3 separate regions of the Mus musculus genome follow, and all the other regions are linked to region 2. A link is a contact called in public Hi-C data. All regions are on one chromosome and are shown on one strand. The core of a region is the stretch at or near the end of the contact, and the rest is flanking DNA. Distances in the headings are between cores, read along the strand shown.

Evidence for each region. A called contact is a pair of places that touch in the nucleus more often than the background predicts.
Region 1: a Hi-C map of embryonic fibroblasts shows a contact between it and region 2, with 2.5 times the contacts expected there. The contact joins two enhancer-like sites. A contact is called at or near these places in 2 of 15 datasets of contacts at CTCF or cohesin (the NIH/3T3 cell line and large pre-B cells), 17 of 484 Hi-C or Micro-C datasets (the C2C12 cell line, the MC3T3-E1 cell line, Sertoli cells and 11 more) and 9 of 115 datasets of contacts at active chromatin or transcription factors (the NIH/3T3 cell line, acute myeloid leukemia, astrocytes and 5 more).
Region 3: a contact with region 2 is called in a Hi-C map of the C2C12 cell line, with 2.5 times the contacts expected there. The contact joins two enhancer-like sites. A contact is called at or near these places in 1 of 484 Hi-C or Micro-C datasets (the C2C12 cell line) and 3 of 115 datasets of contacts at active chromatin or transcription factors (acute myeloid leukemia, bone marrow-derived macrophages and large pre-B cells).

The regions. Positions count from the first base shown.
Region 1 is chr13:102,572,164-102,574,863 of GRCm38.p6, forward strand. The region is part of intron 1 of Gm29927 (a long non-coding RNA gene); the gene reads right to left. Among named protein-coding and RNA genes, the nearest start is that of Gm29927, 19 kb to the right of the region's middle. Within about 2 kb of position 1,363, at least 145 of the 459 cell types and tissues checked have an H3K27ac peak or open chromatin away from gene starts, as enhancers often do. A contact at or near this core is called in the C2C12 cell line, the NIH/3T3 cell line, bone marrow-derived macrophages and 5 more, where this site is marked.
Region 2 is chr13:101,728,512-101,731,211 of GRCm38.p6, forward strand. All of the region lies in intron 2 of Pik3r1 (phosphoinositide-3-kinase regulatory subunit 1), which reads right to left. Among named protein-coding and RNA genes, the nearest start is that of Pik3r1, 38 kb to the right of the region's middle. Within about 2 kb of position 1,375, at least 59 of the 459 cell types and tissues checked have an H3K27ac peak or open chromatin away from gene starts, as enhancers often do. A contact at or near this core is called in the C2C12 cell line, the NIH/3T3 cell line, bone marrow-derived macrophages and 5 more, where this site is marked.
Region 3 is chr13:102,354,409-102,357,164 of GRCm38.p6, forward strand. Gm36703 (a long non-coding RNA gene) reads left to right here. Exons shown (of 4, transcript XR_382833.4): 4 at 1,761-2,276. Among named protein-coding and RNA genes, the nearest start is that of Gm46397, 3.9 kb to the left of the region's middle. Within about 2 kb of position 1,388, at least 8 of the 459 cell types and tissues checked have an H3K27ac peak or open chromatin away from gene starts, as enhancers often do. A contact at or near this core is called in the C2C12 cell line, where this site is marked.

The DNA.
Region 1 (2,700 bases), core at 113-2,612, 840 kb after region 2:
CTCACCAAAACCATCCAGTCCCCTCTTTCCAGATATGTTATTCTTAATTCCTACATTGCATTCCATTAAGAAACCTGTAGATATATATATGAAAAGAAGCTGGATCAGGCCATGGGGTGTAAAGCCAAGGACAGAAATGATTGTATATTTCCTAGTCATTACATCTACATAGATTCATTGGCAGAAAGCCTGTTCCTGATGGATTGGATATAACTCAACTAAACCACCACTGATGAAAGTTCAACACTTGCTACATACAGGTCGCTGTGCCTGCTGATGGGAAGAAAAGAAAGCAGAGTGCTATGCCTCTACCCATAGACACACACTGGGACCTTATTATGACTTGTCTTGTTTCCTTTCTAATTGTAAATTATATTATAAAACCCTATGGGTTTCAAATATTATCATGAATTTCACTGTGCCTCACTCTGGGCACATTTTAAAATATCTAAATAGCTTTTATAAAGTTTTTTTTGCTATGTACAAAATATCTTCAGTAAATATATCATATGCAACATTACTTTCCATTTACTTAATGTAACATTCCAATAATTTTATATAGTAGTAATTTTATTTATCGTTGGACTCCAGGGTACCTATGGAAGGTAATAACTTCCTGCTTATTCAGCTAAAGACTTTGTTTTCTCTTTAACTGAGACTGCACAGCAGATGCAACCCCCGGTTAATGAGAAGCCAGAATTTACTTGAATATTACAGGTCATTAGTTGGGTGATTGTCTCACTATTACAGACTATTAAGAGGTTCTTTCTGTTTTCCTTCCTTTCTTTAGTTATCAACTCTATTCCTTAGAGCAACTATGTAGCTTTAGTTCTACTGTGGCAGATCCCTGCTAGAAAGACAACAACCAAGCAGTTAGTGGCTGTGTGTCCCTCTAGCCCATTAGAGCTGATCCTTTAAAGTTCTGTGTGGGAACTGGCTTGTTTGTGCTTCTATGTCCTCTGTTGTGTTCAAGGGTAACTGTTTCTCTGTGTAACGTTTCACATACTGCGTTTCCTTCTGTCTAAAACATTGCTCTAATTCTTAAAATTAGAAGTGACTTTTTCTGAAAGCTAGGAGAAGCAGCAGCTTAGCATGGTGGGGCATATGGCTTCTGACAGCCTTCTGACAAAGGGCACAGGCTCTGATCACAGGGCACAGGTCCCAAGAGGAAGTAGGAGGGATCAGGGGAATGTTACACCAGGCCAGCCCTACTTTTCTGCACAGAAAACCACAGACCTCCACACAAGAAAGGGAAATTCCCCAACCTCTGTGCCAGTTTCCAAACCATAGAAGATGGCCAGCCATTCTACACAAGCTGCAGTTTTCAACGGCCTTTTCAAGCATGCCTCACAGCTCTTGAATAAATCAGATCATCCTCAATTCCCAAAGAAAGTGGCTGAGTCACAGAGGCTTGGCAAGGTGGCTGGGGAAAGTCCCTTAGTGGGGGAGCTGAAGGCAGAAGGCAGAGCTCCCAACTCCTTGTCCTGGACAAGGGGAAAGAGGCCACCCTGCCTCTTTATTATGTCCATCAGGGAACAGAAAACCAATTGTGACCCCCTAAGTCTCACAAAAGAGCAGTTCACTGCACTGCCAACAGTGGGCTCTGAATAAACGAAGCCTTGTGCTAAAAGTCTGCTGATCACAGTGCTCTGCTCCAAAGCCCAGAGCACCCTGACAGGATGGCCAGGCCGCAACAACTCAATTGCCTGGTTGGTGGGCAGTCCGCTAGTGCACGGCTTGCCAGGGAAGGGGGAGTCAGTAGGTCAGCCATTGAGGCCATGTTCTAGAAGAAGATGGAAACAAAGCATGCAGAAAGCCTTTTCTTGTGAGCGAGTTAACCCTTGCTTCTGAGTCACATATTTGGACTCGTTGGAGGCTTACAAGCAATGTTGGCACACCTGCTGACATAGGCTCAAGAGGTTGAACATATTTTGTCTTAACATGCATGTAGGTTTGGGGCTATACTAATGATGCCCATGAGACCATGAACTGGACAAGGAATTCCCAGGAATATTCTAAAAAAAAAAAAAAAAAGCCAAGAACTCAGCTCTTAAATGCTCTCAAGTCTGTATTTTACCTCAAACAATATAAGGAGAAGGAAGCAGACACATTAAGATAAATTGCCCAAATTGGCTAAATTTCACTGTAATAACAACTCTAAAACCATAGTAACCAAGCAATTCTTATTTCTTATCATCTGTTGATAGAATGGCTCTGTTTATAAGAGTCAAATCCCCATTTTACATATTCTCAAGAGAGAAGGGACAGCTCTGCAGGGTCTCTCGCTGACATAAAATAATACAACTTTTAAGAGTGACACATGTCATTTTGCTCAAAATCCATTGGCCAAATCTACTTGTATTGTCCTTTTCAATCTTTTTTATTAGATATTTTCTTTATTTACATTTCAAATGTTGTCCCCCTTCCTGGTCTCCCTCCAAAATCCCCCCTTATCCCCTCTTCCCTCCCCCTGCTCACCAACCCACCCATTCCCACTTCCTGGCCCTGGCATTCCCCTATACTGGGGCATAGAGCCTTCACAGAACCAAGAGGCTCTCCTAGCATTGATGACCGAGTAGGCCATCCTCTGCTACATATGCAGCTGGAGCCATGAGTCCTACCATGTGTACTCTTTGGTTGGTGGTTTAGTCCCAGGGAGCTCTGGGGGTACTGATTAGTTCAAATTGTTGTTCCTCTTAT
Region 2 (2,700 bases), core at 125-2,624:
ACCATGCTAGGATATTGGTCAACCACAGCTCAAAGTACAAATTCAAAGGGAGATGGGGAGCTAGCTTTAAAGTAAGTGTGGCGAGCAGATGCACCCGCTGAGCATTAATCCTTCGGCCAAAGCAACAGAAACAGTCAAGGAGAAAATACAGACTTTATGCCTAGTTGGGGGAGTAGGGTAGGGAGCCAGATAGCAAGAACTACTGTTAGGAATATGGGGCAAGGTAAATAGATTCAATTGCTCTCAGTTCCTTAAGCCCGAGTCAAATTTTCTTATCAAATACTGCTTGCAGGGGCTGAGAAGTTCTAGGTGGCGGGGATCATCAAGCACGGGCAGGTTCTGGGTTCGATTCCTACCACTGGGGAGGCAGGAAATAGTGCAGGTACCATATTGGGAGGAGGAAAAAAATAGAAAACTGAGCAGCAGAGGCAAACAAAAAAAAAAAAGGCTTGGGAGAAAGAGTGGGTCTAGTCGTCAGCTCCTGTGTTGTGGAGCCAACCGCCACTGGATGGCAGTGAGGTTGTATCTACTGAAGCTGCTCTGTGAACGAAGGAGTTAGTCTTTTCTCCAACCGGCCTGGCCCCAAGGCCACAGAGGAAGGTTAAAAAGTAAAAATAAAATAAAAAATAAAGTAAAATAAAATGGTTCTTCTCTGCAAAGAAAGACTGGGTACCTCTGACCTAGAAATCACAAAGCTCAGTCTGATTTTTTTGTTAAGTTTCTTGAAATTTACTATCAATAAGTCTGGAACTGAAGACCAAAACAAGCTAGAGCTTCTAAATGATTTCTAGGAGTTTGAAATTCAGGCAGCACATGCCACACACATGCAAAAATCTGTATGCAAGCAGGCAGCACACACACATACACACACATCTGAATACAAGCAGGAAAGCACACACATACACACAGGCACACACATCACACACACACACCTGAATGCAAGCAGGAAAGCACACACACATACACACACGCACACACACACCACAGCACACCACACACACACATACACACACACACCTGAATGCCAGCAGGAAAGCACACACATACACACACGCACACACACACCACACAACACCACACCCCCCCCCACACACACACACATGTATACACACCCCTCTGAAGTTTGTTATTGAGATATTGTCATCTTGAACCTAGTAAACAAACTGAAACCACATCTTACCCCTACTATTCCTGGTGAACTTGATGGCTTCGCCACACTTTTCAAAGCTATACAGTTCCCTCCTTTCCTTGGCATTTGATCCTTTGGGGTGGGAGTGTGGGGGGGGGGGCTAGGGGAAGGGGGATTAGTAATCTCACCAGTGACAAGCTTTGCTTTCAGTAAGGACATTTGCCAACTTAAACAGCATCTCCCAGGGCAACAGGATAATGAAAGACACATGGAGGTCTTTGCTGTCATCAGATGCAAGCTCAGCTCTGCCTGAAATTGAGCCTGTAATTCGGCTGATCCTCATGTTAGGAGAGGTGTGACCCAGAGGGTCTAGAAGACAACCCTTGACTTAACAGCAGAGAAGGGTCCCAGGGGCAAACGTTCTCATCTTGCAGGGCTTCTGACCAGCACTACTCCTTCAGAGGAGACACAGGAAGCCAACTGCTCTAATTCTTGGCAGACACCTTAATATACTAAGTGTTGAAATCTTCCATCTCTGCTGCTGATAAAACTGAGGCTCTGCTACCCACCCTGGACCACCAGACACCAGCAGAACACATGCAGGTGGGTCACTCTCAATCACAGCCAAGACCCCATAAACCCCAAACCAGGGTCACAGCTCCTGAGACTCCTAACCTGGAACTCCAAGTTTCTCTTTTCCCCCCATTTCAGGACATAGTCAACTGTGTGCGTTTCTCCGTTCATCTAGAAAGACTTTTAAACCACGCAAAATCTAAAAATGAGAAAGAATGAAGAGTCTGGAAATTTCTGAAAGAAAGAACAGAAGCTGTAATGGTGCGCAACGCTGTTTCCTACCCTCTGCGGCTGGGTCCAGTGTCAGGCGTCAGTGGCTGATTCATCCACAGGAACTCAAAGCTGCCCCCACCCACAGGCAACTTGACCCAAGAATGGCTTATACGTACCCAGAGCCTCCATTTTTTTTTCTTGTTTTCTGTGGTACTAGGATTAAGCCCAGAGCTTCCTGCATATCAGGCAAGCACTCCACCACCATGCTGGCTAGTTTTATTGCAATTAGCCAGTTTTGAAAGAAGGGACCTCAGTTAAGAAAATGTCCCCACCAGATTAGCCTGTGGGCAAGCCTGTGGTACATCTTTTTTGTTTGGTGATTGCTAAGAGAGGACCTAGCTCACTGTGGGTGGTTCCTCCCTTGGGCTGGTGGTCCTGGGTGCTATAAGAAAGCAGGTTGAGAAGGCCATGAAAAGCAAGCCAGTAAGCAGCACCCCTCTACTGCCTACACATCAGCTCCTGCCTCCAGGTTCCGGCCTTGAGTTCTTGCCCTAATAAATCCCTGGTCCCTGGAATAAATTCTTTCATCACCAAGTTGCTATTGGTCATAGGGTTTTAGCATAGCAACAGAAACCCTAAGATAACCACTAAACTGATGTCAGTTACCATCCCTTTACTTCCTTATCTATTTATTTTCAAACTGGGTCTCAAACTCGCTTAGTGTAGCCCAGGCAGGTCTTAAACTTGTGATTCTCCTGCCTCAATCCCCCCAAACAATGGGGTTT
Region 3 (2,756 bases), core at 138-2,637, 630 kb after region 2:
ACAGTTATATCAGGGTCCTATCAGCAAAATCTTGCTAGTGAATGCAATGGTGTCAGCGTTTGGAGGCTGATTATGGGATGGATCCCTGGATATGGCAGTCTCTAGATGGTCCATCCTTTTGTTTCAGCTCCAAACTTTGTCTCTGTATCTCCTTCCATGGGTGTTTTGTTCCCAATTCTAAGAAGGGGCAAAGTGTCCACACTTTGGTCTTCGTTCTTATTGAGTTTCATGTGTTTTGCAAATTGTAAATTATATCTTGGGTATTCTAAGTTTCTGGGCTAATATCCACTTATCAGTGAGTACATATCATTTGAGTTCTTTTGTGATTGGGTTACCTCACTCAGGATAATGCCCTCCAGGTCCAACCATTTGCCTAGGAATTTCATAAATTCAGCATCTTTCAAAACTCAGTACAAGGACCACTTCTTCATGAAGCCTTCCCTGATGTCACCAGGGAGGATCAGGTGTTTAAACACTCCATAGCTTTTCCTCTTATTGTTAAATGTCCATAAACAATGAATCTCTAATCATCGGGCATAACATTTATCCGCAAGCCTAAATGCTTGACTATTACTTCACTCTTTTACTAATTTAGGCTAACAATGCTTCTAAAACATGAATAGATGAACGGGTGACATTTGTTTCTTTGTGTTTATTAACTTCTTGATGGTTCAGTGGAATACAACAACAGCATAAATTTTATGTAACATGGTATGATTTCCTTTGGCCTGAGTGTTCTTTATAGCCTACCAATGGTAGAATTACCAATGGCGTTATGGGGTAGAAATCAAGCACAATGAAAAATTCAAGTTCTCAATTTGGTCCATCATTTCTGTCTTCTGTCATATATATATATAATTTTAACTATAGGAAGCTAGCTAAAATTATATGAATGTGAAAACTCCCCCTGCTCTGCCTAATATTAATTCTCCCAAATGAGGCCTGTAGGTTTGGTGTAAGTTTGGTATGCCAACTACTAAGGGTATTGAGCAGTGCCCGGGGCAGTGTTTTATACAATGCCCAACACGTAGTGTCAAGTGGTACTTCTCTACCATTTTTAAGACATTACAAAGCTGACATTGCAGTTTGATTTTTTTCCACTGCTCTCCCTGTGTCTTTATTCTTGCAAAGCTGTTAACCATAAAGAAATCATCAGAAGGCAGGAAATGAGAGAGAAATTGTGAAAGAAAAGTGGCCTAAAACCAGAAAATTCATCTTTGAAGAGCACTAATAGATTTGATTTCTATCAGATCCACGTGAATCCCTTTCCAGAAGAGTTTTTATTACTCACAATGTGTCACTTCTTTGAAAACTAATGGTCTGACATATCTCCAAGCCAAAAAGACTTATCACCCTAATAAGGAATGTCTGGGCAGCCTGCCACAAAAGCAGCTTGGAAGATGGGTCTTCTAGCAGTTTTCTAACATTAGCACACATTGTTCATACACATACATATACTGATATTGTATCTTTACATCTCCATGAGGGAAAAATGCTTAAAGACCTTGGCTAAGTGCTTAGTTTCATAAGTATAGTTTTCTAGCTGAAATTAATAGGCAAAAGACTATCACAAAGTGGTCATGATTGCACATGCCTTTCTATTAGTGATTCAATTGTTCCTTTATTTCTGCCTAGCCATAAAAGTTGTCTGTATCAATGAAAAGTCAATTTTGTATCTCAGGAAAAGCAAAATAAGTTCATTCTTATGTTCATCAAACTTATAGGGAGGTTGTCTAGTGTGTTATTTTTTTCTATTGCAGTGATAAGATACCATGATCAGAAACAATTTACAGAAAGAAGAGTCTTGGGTTCCAGAGAGAGTCCATGATGTCTGAGAGAGGCTTGGCAACATGGGCCCAGAAAAGGAAGCTGAGAGATTACATCTTCAACTGCAAGCATGGTACAGAGAGCAAACTGGAAGTGCATTGAGGCTGTGAACTCTCGGAGACCTCCTAAAACGATTTCCATCCTCCAGCAAGGCCATAAATACCACATCCCTCATCATGTCGTCAAATGGGAATCAAGTGCTTCAATACAAAAGCCTATGGAGGACATTCATATTTAAACCACTGTATTCAACATGCCCAGAGCCTTCTTTATTAGCTGCTTTCTAGAACTGCCACACTATTGTTCACACACACACACACACACACACACACACACACACACACACACACCACAATGTGTCTATATATATACATGAAAGAGAAAACACTGTAAGACGGTTCTGGGGATGGTGACACCTTCCTTTAATTCCAGCACTTGGGAGGTAGAGGCAGGCAGCTCTCTGAGTTCAAGACTATCCTGGTCTATATCCAGGACACCCAGGACTATACAAAAAAAAAAAAAAAAAGAGGGAGTAGGGAGAGGTGAGGAGAGAACACATTTAAAAGCCTTGATTAAACAATTTAGTTTCCTAAGTACAGTTTTCTAGTTTTAATTAATATACAAAAAACAGACTATCAAAAGTGGGTACATTTATATCTGATTTTCCATCAGCACCATATAAATGTTTTCATCATGTATAGCAGGACTGCTTATTTGATACCCAAGTAGACACAGCTAATGAGTGTAGATAGATAGATAGATAGATAGATAGATAGATAGATAGGCAGATAGATAGATAGATAGATAGATAGATAGATAGATAGATAGATAGATAGATAGATAGGCAGGCAGGCAGGCAGGCAGGCAGGCAGGCAGGCAGGCAGGCAGGCAGATAGATAGATAGAGATAGGCAGATAGATAGGCAGATA